2 separate regions of the Mus musculus genome follow, and region 1 is linked to region 2. A link is a contact called in public promoter capture Hi-C data. All regions are on one chromosome and are shown on one strand. Each heading gives the region's core, a stretch centred on a gene start, on an enhancer-like site or on the middle of the called end of the contact. The rest is flanking DNA. Distances are from core to core; before and after follow the strand shown.

Region 1 (4,923 bases), core at 2,134-4,633, 74 kb after region 2:
CTGAGGTCCAGACTTCCAGTCTCTGCAAGTTCAACTATCGTCTGTGGATTTAAAAACCAAAAGCCACCTTTTTACTCAAAACTGAATAATGCTCACCAATTCCTTTGTTATTACTAGGAACATGCCATTCTTCTCAACCTTTTCAAGCTCACATAAGACCTACGAGTGACTCGCCTGTGCTGTGTCACTACCGTATAGGAACTGAGGACCGTCAGCACAGCAACTTGTATGCAGCCCACCTCAGCGGGGAGCAGGCCACAGAACTTGCTAATGTCAGTTCACTGTGGACAGAAATGATTCATTAAGATTTGTTTCCTTTTTAAAAGAGCTTTCTGGCTTTGTTTTCTTATTGTTTCTTGCGATTGGGTCTCCCATAGCCCAGACAGGTCCACTTCCTGGTCCTCCTGCTACTGCCTCCTGAGGGCCAAGATTATATATGGCATTCAGCTAAAACAGCTCTTACTTAACAAATCTGCAATGCCCAGCCCAGTTACCTACTGACAAAAAACTTCACATACATTTAGCCTCAAGTTCGTGTCAAAGGAAAACAATGCCTACACCAGTCATATACTGTATTTTGGCTACTGGAGTGGGGTATCTGTACTCTCAATTGACTGGGTTTCAAGTTTAGTGGGTAATTTAACAACCATGTCCTTGGGGTGAGTGCTAGAGAGATGTTTCCGATATAACATTCACCTCTGAAAAGCAGCAGAGCATCTTTGTAAAGGAGAGAGATGTCAGTCACACAGCGTGTGACTGTGTGCCATCACAAGGGCACCAGGACGGACACCACTTAAAATATGGGCCCGCACAATTCTGCTTGGGCTGTCACCAATTCTAAGAGTTCCTGCCCTTCCCTGACTCTGCTGCAACTACCGAGAAACTGGCGGTTAGTTAGTTAGCTGGGTATATCACCACCTTTTTCTTTTGTTCTTCTGTAGCTTTAATAATCCCTGGATCTGATTTCCAAGACTTTCCAAAATTGTAGAAAAGAGCAACGCTGTTGGCAAGGAAGGGGAGGTGGATGAACAGGAAGTTGAGATGTGTCCAAGTTAAGGAATCCGAGACAGCAGTAATAGGCAAGCTCTTCCAGGGGGCTATAGTGCACATGCTCTTACCACACAAGAACATCTATCGGCCAAAAGGGTATGTTTTCTAAGTCCGATTATACTTTCCCATAATAACCATTTCTAAGTATGAAAGGAAAAATGTGACTTTCTATTAATTCACCTTACATAATACTTTGAAAGTCAGCAAACATTAAAAAACTCAGAGCCGGGCGTGGTGGCGCATGCCTTTAATCCCAGCACTTGGGAGGCAGAGGCAGGCGGATTTCTGAGTTCAAGGCCAGCCTGGTCTACAAAGTGAGTTCCAGGACAGCCAGGGGTATACAGAGAAACCCTGTCTCAAAAACACCAGAAAACTCGGTAGATTAGGTGATCAATATTGCTTTTAACAAAATGAAGTTATTTTCACATTTAAAGTTAAACACATACTTTTTTTCTTGCACTAAAAATTTTATATACTATATAAATATGTACAGATATAAAACTCTTGAGATACCTGCCATGATTAGCTTTAGCTGTCCACTTGACATAACCTAGACTCACCAGGGAGGGCTCAACAGGGATATGGTCAGACCTAGCTCAGTCTGAGAAGTGCCGCCCCAGCAGGGGGCCCTGAACAATGCAGGGGTGAGGCTATCAAGCTGAGGCCAGGCAAGGAAGCAGGTAAGCATTTTAGCTTTAGGAAACATTTTTAAACTTTCCTAAAATAGCAAGGGTTACAACAAATGCACCAGGCCATTTACAAATATAAAAGAATGAGAAACTATAAAAAATATTGCTAAAGCAACACAGCCCTGAATAGAAAATATCTGGTTGACTCAATAGCATTTTTAAGATGTGATGCTGAGATAACTAACATACAAGAATGCTGAAAGAAGCCGGGTGGTGGTGGCGCATGCCTCTAATCCCAGCACTCAGGAAGCAAAGGCAGGCGGATTTCTGAGTTCGAGGCCAGCCTGGTCTACAAAGTGAGTTCCAGGACAGCCAGGGCTATACAGAGAAACCCTGTCTCTGAAAAAAGAAAAAAGAAAAAAGAAAAAAAAAAAAAAGAATGCTGAAAGATGTCATGAACATGTACCTGCTTATATTTTACATGAAGGACAGTTACAAAGACAACTTGAATGAGATAATCTACATGTGTTTGATTAAAATCTGAACACTGAACAACCACATCAAATACAAGAGAAGCAGAAAGGGGACTCATTATCAGCACCTGCTAAGCAATCCCAGCACACAGCTCCGTAGTGACACATCGACCTCTGCACCAGCACTGATCAAAAAAAACACTGCCAAGTCTTCTGGCAAAAAGCATTATCTTACTCTTTTAACTGTGAGCTTCAAAACACACACACACACACACACACACACACACACACACACCCATGCACACATACACACACACACGCGCACACACACACACACACACACACTAGTAGATGTAAACAGCCAGATCAGATGGTAAAGTGGTATTATCCAGACACCAAAGCAGACAGGAAAACACAACAATTATTCTAAAGCCTATCTATCAGAGAAAACATCAAAGTCTGAGTAACTTCGCTTTGGTTAATCACAGAAGAGATGAAAGATGGACAGAAATGGCCTAACAACTGCACCAGCACACTCTCAAGAAAAATCAAAGGAGAAAAGTTACAGCAGCCACAAGGCAAAGAATCCAGTCTGGAAGACAACCAAACCTAACGAACGAACTGAAAACGTTCCAGAATTGATTTAAATAGGAGGGCTAGTGAGATGGCTCAGTGGGTAAAGGTAAAAACACGTGCCGTGCACACATAAACACCCGAGTCCAACACACATAACCTGCACGGAAGAAGAAAGCCAACTCCCAATGTGCTCCTCTGAGCCGACAGACCAGACACCATGGCAGGAACTTGCCACATCATACACACAATAGTAATAATAAAAAGTGAAATATAAATCCTACCAAATAACAATTTAAGGCTAAGGCAATAAGACAGATAAATAGGTGCTTCTAGAAATAAGCAAGCAAACTGAGACCAAGAAACCAATACCTACCAATAAACTAAGAAAACTTAAACAGAGACTGAAAAGGCTAATGCCCTAGGCTGGGCTTGAACTCTCAACCCTACCTCAGCCTACCAAGTGCTGTGACAGTAACTGTGTGCCACCACTTCCAGAAAACTTCCAATCTTAATGCCTTCTTTCTTAAATAAAGGTAGTTTTTATTTGTTCGTTTTCTCTTGAATGCATTTCTGAGCTTCAGTAGAGCCAGAGCGCTCACTCCTAGCCAAGCACTGTTGAGTCTGGGCTAGAGGTGAACCGCTCCCAAAAGCTGGCATCTTTCCCTTGGGCGTGCACTTACGTCCGCAGGGTTACAAGATTTATTTCTAAAGGTCAACCTTACAAAGGTCAGAAGAAAATGATCTTTTTTATAAAGGAAAATAAATGCTGATGTAAAAAAAAAGTATTACTGCTTTTGACGTTTAGTCATTACACACTGATGCTAAGGTTCAATGGATTCAACAGAAACCCAAACCAAAGTACACACAGCAAGGCCTGTAGACTGGCAACAGAAGGCTGACCTCATCCAAGAACACACTGGAAAGCCCAGCCAGCTCTCCCCAGCTGCCTTTCTGTAATGACAGCGTGACCTCGGGAACCAGAGCACTTGGTCTTATGCCCAGAATGTGCTGAAAAAGCAGAGTACTACTTTCTAACTTGTTGCTATTACGAAGAGTAAAGGAATCAGAGAATGAATTAAGAAGTTAAAAAAAAAAAGAACCCAGCAGTACAGGCCTTCAGCCCAAGGCACTTGGAAGCTGAGGCAGGACTCCCTTGATGACAGAATCCCAAAACAGGTCTGACTACAAGATAAAACCTTCTCAAAACCAAACAAGCCAGATGGTGTGGTAAATAGGCTTGTGTGTAATTACAGTGCCAAACTATACTGTTTTTAAAAAGTATTTTATGCTGGGTGTGGTGGCACATGCTTTTAAGCCCAGCATCTGGGAGGCAGAGGCAGGTGAATCTCTATGGGTTTGAGGCCAGCCTGGTCCACACTGTGAGTTCCAGGACAGCCAAGGTTATTTAGAGAGACCCTGTTTCAAAAATCAAAAAATGAAAAATAGGATTTTATGTTGGTAATTTATTTGGTAATGTATGAAGTGTGTGCTTGATATATTAATTGTACTTTCTTTATGAAGCAAAAGATATTGAGCAAAGACTTATTAAGTAATAAATAAATAAATAAATAAATAAATAAATAAATAAGACTAATAAAGTCCCTAACACTTGGGAAGCTGAAGCAGGAGGATTGCTGTGAACTCCAGGTGAGTTTATACTATATAGCAAGACCCCACTGCAAATGACTCTATGGGTTTGGACAGCTTTCAATCCTACCTTTACCAAAGACCAGCTATATTATATAGCCTTGGGCTCCTAAGGCCTAAATTTTCCCATCAACAAAATGAGCTAACACTAGCTTACAAGATATGGGTGATTTTTTTTTCACTTTTTTTTTATTAGGTATTTTCCTTGTTTACATTTTCAATGCTATCCCAAAGGTCCCCCATACCCACCCCCCCAATCCCCTACCCACCCACTCCCCCTTTTTGGCCCTGGCGTTCCCCTGTACTGGGGCATATAAAGTTTGCAAGTCCAATGGGCCTCTCTTTGCAGTGATGGCCGACTAGGCCACCTTTTGATACATATGCAGCTAAAGACAAGAGCTCCCGGGTACTGGTTAGTTCATATTGTTGTTCCACCTATAGGGTTGCAGTTCCCTTTAGCTCCTTGGCTACTTTCTCTAGCTCCTCCATTAGGGGCCGTGTGACCCATCCAATAGCTGACTGTGATCATCCACTTCTGTGTTTGCTAG
Region 2 (5,408 bases), core at 2,553-5,052:
CTAAGTTTAAGAACTAAAAATAATCACAAATTTTACCCTTAAGCTCATTGCCTTAGAGTCAGGAAAGGAAAATTCTTTTTATAACTATGCTACGAGAAAATGTTCAGTTTGCCAGGAGACCAAACTTCATTCTCTTTTAGGAGAGATTTGTCATATGAAACTTAATCTGAGACACTGAATCACGCAGACCATCTCAGAGGGCTACGGATACTACAGAAGTACTCCTTATATGGCCATGTCTGCTATCAAGCACACTCCAAGAGGAAAACATGGTATTGCAGACCAGATAAGCGAGCATTTATAGAATCAAGTCAGACAGTCCAAACAGAGCTCTCTTGAGCGATCATACTTAGTAAAGAGAGCACAGAGGATATAGTCGGATGTTTACAATGTAGTCTAGCCATCTGTCTTCTAGCCAGGCTATGAATTCTATTTATACTTATTAAATCTACCTGCGCCGTTGGGTTCAATTCCTGTTCATACTGTTGGTTTTCTATTTGCCCTGTCTGGGTTCTCTTAGTCTTTCATTTATTTCTTCCCCTGGATCCACCAAGTATCTTATTATTCGATCAGCTTTTTCAGGAATATATTCTTTTTATCTTCCTGTGTCTATCTGATTAGTAAAATGTAAAGCCTGTCTTAAAATATACACCGTGGATCAAAAGAGGGAAGAAAAGTAAAAATTTGTGGCATGGAAAAACTCATAGACAAGGAACTGGAAAAGACATAATGAAAACATACCAACCAGAAGAAAGCAGTTACAACCACATCCATACCACAGACACGCATACATACCATGGCAAAGAAATAATTTGCCTAAATATGCAGTAATTTGGGGCATGTAATTACTTAACTCTATAGCCAAAATATATGCTAAGAACATTAGGATATTTTTAAAAAGAAGCTTACAATACCTTAACCACACTGTCAGTGGTGGTTTAAATAGGAATGCCCCCTTATAGACTCCTGTGTTTAAATGCTTGGCCCATAGGGAGTGGCACTATTAGGAGCTGTGGCCTTGTTGGAATAGCTGTGGCCTTGCTGGAGGAAGTGTTTCACTGGGGGGACAGGCTTTGAGGTCTCCCATGCTCAAGCTATGCCCAGTGTGACAGTCTCTTTCTGCTGTCTGAGGATTCAGATGTAGAACTCTCAGCACCTTCTTCAGCACCATGTCTGCCTGCATGCTGCCATGCTTCCCACCATGATGACAATGGACTGAACCTCTGAAACCGTAAGCCAGCCCCAATGAAATGATTTCCTTTATGACAATTGCTTTGGTCATGATGTCTCTTCACAGTCTATAACCAAGACAGTGGCTATGAGAATATTATCGATTTAAACGAAGTAGCAATAAATCTTTTGACCTAATGTGGTTGAGAGCAGCTTCCCTTGGTGTCTGTAGGGGATTTGTCCCAAAACCACCCCCTAAGATCCAAACTCCTAGGATGCTTGCCCCCTGTAAAACAGGGAACATCGTCTACACAACTGCTCCCACAATTTAACATCTCATAAGGAATCCTCAAGATTCCTTATGAGGCCTAACAGAATGCATGTGCCCCGTGAATAAGTGTCACACTGTATCATTTGAGAAATAATGACAGAGGAAAAAGTTCATATGCTCAATAGGGATAAATTTTCTTTGTAAATATTTCTATTCACAAGTGGTTGGATCCACAGACCATGAGCTGACAGACACAGGCGCAGACTGTATATGAATCCTAAGTACAGCTTTTCAAACACAGAAAAAACTGAAAATGCCTGACCTTATACAACCCCTCAGCATGACCCCCTCTCAACAAAACAGCATAATACCACATTGCCCATCCATGGCTCATTGAGAAGGAGAATATTAACAAAACAGGTAACTTTACAAATACCAACTTCTGGAAATTTCCATATAGGACTGTGAGGAATCTCAGGAAGAGAGAAATAAATCAAAATAAAAATTAGAAAACACACACACAAAAAAAAAAAAAAAAAAAAAACATGGGATGGGGATGACCTCAGTCAAAATGCCTCACAGTGGGGAGATGGACCCTGAAGTGACCACCTCAAGTAGATAGACAAGGCCCCAGTAGAGGGATGGGGTCAACAATCTACCTTCAAATTTTTTGACCCAGAATTGTTTCTGTCTAAAAGAAATACGGGGATAAAAACAGAGCAGAGATTGAAGGAAAGGCCATCCTGTGACCAGCCCAACTTGGGATCCATCCCATGGTTGGGCATCAGCCCCTGACACTGTTACTGATGCCATGCTGTGCTTGCAGACAGGAGCCTACAATGGCTGTCCTCTGAAAGGCTCGACCTGCAGCTGATGGAGACGGGTACAGAATCTCACAGCCTACCATTGGACTGAGGCTGGAGACCCTTATGAAGGATTATAGGAGCTGAAGGGGATGGAAGCCCCATAAGAAGAACAACAGTATAAGCCAACCTGGATCCCTCATAGCTCCCAGAGACTGAGCCACCAACCATAGTATACATACATGGGCTGGTCCATGGCCCCTGGCACATATGTAGCAGAGGACTGCCTTGTCTGGCCTCAGTGGAAGAGGATGCACCTAATCCTGTAGAGACTCGATACCCCAGGGAAGGGCAATGTAATGAGGGGGTGAGTTAGGGGGAATCAGGTGGGGTGAGCACCCTCTCAGAGGCAAAGGGGAAGGGCCATGGAGTGAAGAACTCTTGGAGGAAGGACAAGGATGGGGGCAACATTTGGAATGTAAATAAAACAATTAAAATAAAAGAAATTGCAAATAAACACCAGAGAACCAAATGCTGACAGTTTTTTTTTATGAAGCTAATAAAACAAAAACAATGACCAAATAGAAATCCTGCTAAACTTATTAAGAGGAAAAAAAATTATAGACTGTGCTAATGTATTAGGAATTTTTAAAGGGGACCTATAGACGTTGTCTTTAAATCATCTGCGTTACTTTTTGACTATTTTTGATAAGATGGATCAAACAAAATCTAGCCCCAATAAATGCTAGATTCGTTGAGTCACTTTAGAACACTTCGGGGACAGGCAATTCAGCATAGAACGAGCCAAAGCTTTTACTCTTGTAACTCAAGCCTGACCCTGCTTCTCTCAGTCGCTCTCATCTATTCTCCTTCATGCTCCTTCTGCTGCTGGTAGGATGACACTTTCTGGAATTTCTCCAAACTACATCCCAGAGCAAAGCATAAGACCTCCTCAGTGGCTCAGTAGATGGGTCCTTGTGTGTTATTGCCTCTGGTTGGCGCCTGAGCCCTCATCACTCAGTCACTGTGCTCTGATAGGCTGGACCTGTATCCCACACATTCTGCTGGAGAGCAGGAGCAGGCTTACCTACCCTCTGCTAGGCTGAGCAAGTTACCATGACTAGCTGCCTGGCAAAGCTAACAGCTGTGTGCGCGCCTATCGCTTTGGGCAAAGATTTGATTTCAAAGCAAGCTCCGACGCTATCAGCTCCCCGAGAGAATTTGATCTTTTACAGGTAGTGACTCAATACTGTTCCTGGAATTTGAGGGGGGTTCCCGCCATCACCTGATGATACAGGGGAAGCTGAAGCCACCATTTTAGGTTCTTAGTTTTATTAGGAAAATGATTTAAGAATGGATTTCCCTGTCCCAAAAAACCAAAAACCAAAACCAAAACAAACAAACAAAAAGAATGGATTCAAACAGAAGCTCAAAGACAATTTTATGAGTTTAAAAGTAAAGCTCCCAGGGCAGGCAAGCTGCAGATCTCAGCAGTGGCCCAGAGGAGGGTAACTGAGAAGCCAAGGGGCTGTTTATGCTGGTACTGAGGACTATACAGCAGCAGTGCGGTGGGGTGGTGGGGAGGAAAGCTTTAGAGAAACAGTAAAAATGCCCAAAGCATGAGAGAAGGTGTGCTTAGGTTCTGGCCAGGATCTGAAAGTCAGAGACAGAAAAAAGGAAAAAGAAAAAGCCTTGCCTTGCTGACTCAGGCCATAGGCGGGCATTAAAGGAGAATTTGTTCTGCCTATCTCTTTAGCCTGGCTTAAGGCGAGCCTGCCTTCCTTAAGAAGACAATTGAATTGACCTCACTGGAATGTGGAATGTTGGGTCTGCAGCCAGAGCAGTGTCTCTTCTCTTGACCAGGGCTTTTTCTTTAATGGATTTTGCTGCTTCACTAACAATACAAAGCCTAAATGGCGTGCCAGAAATGACTGTATGGATTTGGTTAAATTTGGTTCGGAATTGTTTCAAAGATGTATTTGCCAACAAAATGTCCTCAGAGTCAAATCCTAAAAGTCACCGTGTCCCTTTCAGGTTTGTCTATAAAAACAGATTCTACTTAAAATCAGCACCATGCGCTATAAAGTTTGTTCTTTGTTTATGTACTAAAAGAAAAAAAATCTCCTAGTGCTGCCTTGTCTGGGCTTTACATTTATAGCTGGGAAAACAAAAACAAACCACAAGGACCTTAGTTATTTGGGGACTAGGGTGGGGGTGGGGTGTTCAAGAGGACACTGAGACAGATTACTAGGGAGTGAGAAGTTTATTAGCAGACTTGGTGCCATGAAGAAGACAGACAGAAGTAACAGTGTGATGGAGAACTCGGAGGAGTGCTCAGACCCGAGCAGCAAAGATAGACAACATGCAGAGAGAGTCTCTGGGGAAACCAGCCACAGCCAACATGTACAGGAGCAAGCTTCTTCTTAGAGCTTGTCTCCTTCTGATGCTGAGAAAGGTTGGAGTGGCCACCAGGCTCTGGGATTCTCTTGCAGGATGCAGGGGAGGGGGCAGGGAACAAGAAATGTGATGTTTACATAAACGTCTGAGATAAGATGTCCTGGCTCCAGGACAGTGTTTTAGTAGAGTGCCTGTCTGGACCTGTGCAGGGCAGAGGGGGCTGCTGCGGATACAGCGGCCTGAGCAGAGCCTGGATCCTCACTTTGCGTTCTTACAGCCTCCATCTCTGCCCTCCCCAAACTGACAGGAGCAGGCTGAAGATCAAAAGAAATGTCCAACTGTCCCAGGACTGGAATTATTCCTACATCCCTCCCTAACAGTTCACACTTCAGGTTTCATGGGTCATTAAATCTGGCCAAGAGAAAACAGTTTGTTCCAGTGGGAAGTTCTGCAGTCACTGTGAAATGTGGCTTTAGTCTTTAGCCCAATTCCTTGGAGAATTGGGTGGGGCGGGAGAGAACAACTTGTCCAGCCTGTAGTCTAGACTCTAGCCCGATTGAAAGTGCCTCGCAATAGGCTTTGAAGGGTGGGTGGTCTGAGGGAAGAGAAGAGGCTGAGAAAAAGGACAAAGAACTGGAAGCATAAAAAGAGCAATAGAAAGTTAGGGGATGGTGGGTGAAGACTTGAAGAAGAGTGGGCGACAGGTTGAATCCTGCCTTCTGAAACATGGATAAATATCCATCTATGCCCACTGTCGGCTCTCATTC

Evidence for each region. Capture Hi-C pulls out chosen DNA fragments and counts their contacts.
Region 1: a promoter capture Hi-C map of adipose tissue shows a contact between it and region 2. The contact joins two enhancer-like sites. A contact is called at or near these places in 5 of 39 promoter capture datasets (the 3T3-L1 cell line, the C10 cell line, the HPC-7 cell line and 2 more), 6 of 484 Hi-C or Micro-C datasets (embryonic fibroblasts, liver, nephron progenitors and 1 more), 1 of 115 datasets of contacts at active chromatin or transcription factors (embryonic stem cells) and 2 of 9 other capture datasets (adipose tissue and pancreatic islet).

Annotation. Positions count from the first base shown.
Region 1 is chr10:110,949,643-110,954,565 of GRCm38.p6, forward strand. Zdhhc17 (zinc finger, DHHC domain containing 17) reads right to left here. Exons shown (of 17, transcript NM_172554.2): 11 at 919-1,043; 12 at 1-41. Among named protein-coding and RNA genes, the nearest start is that of Csrp2, 32 kb to the left of the region's middle. Within about 2 kb of position 3,384, at least 116 of the 459 cell types and tissues checked have an H3K27ac peak or open chromatin away from gene starts, as enhancers often do. A contact at or near this core is called in adipose tissue and uterus, where this site is marked.
Region 2 is chr10:110,874,774-110,880,181 of GRCm38.p6, forward strand. The region is part of intron 2 of 1700020G17Rik (RIKEN cDNA 1700020G17 gene); the gene reads right to left. Among named protein-coding and RNA genes, the nearest start is that of Gm22186, 15 kb to the right of the region's middle. Within about 2 kb of position 3,803, at least 72 of the 459 cell types and tissues checked have an H3K27ac peak or open chromatin away from gene starts, as enhancers often do. A contact at or near this core is called in adipose tissue and uterus, where this site is marked.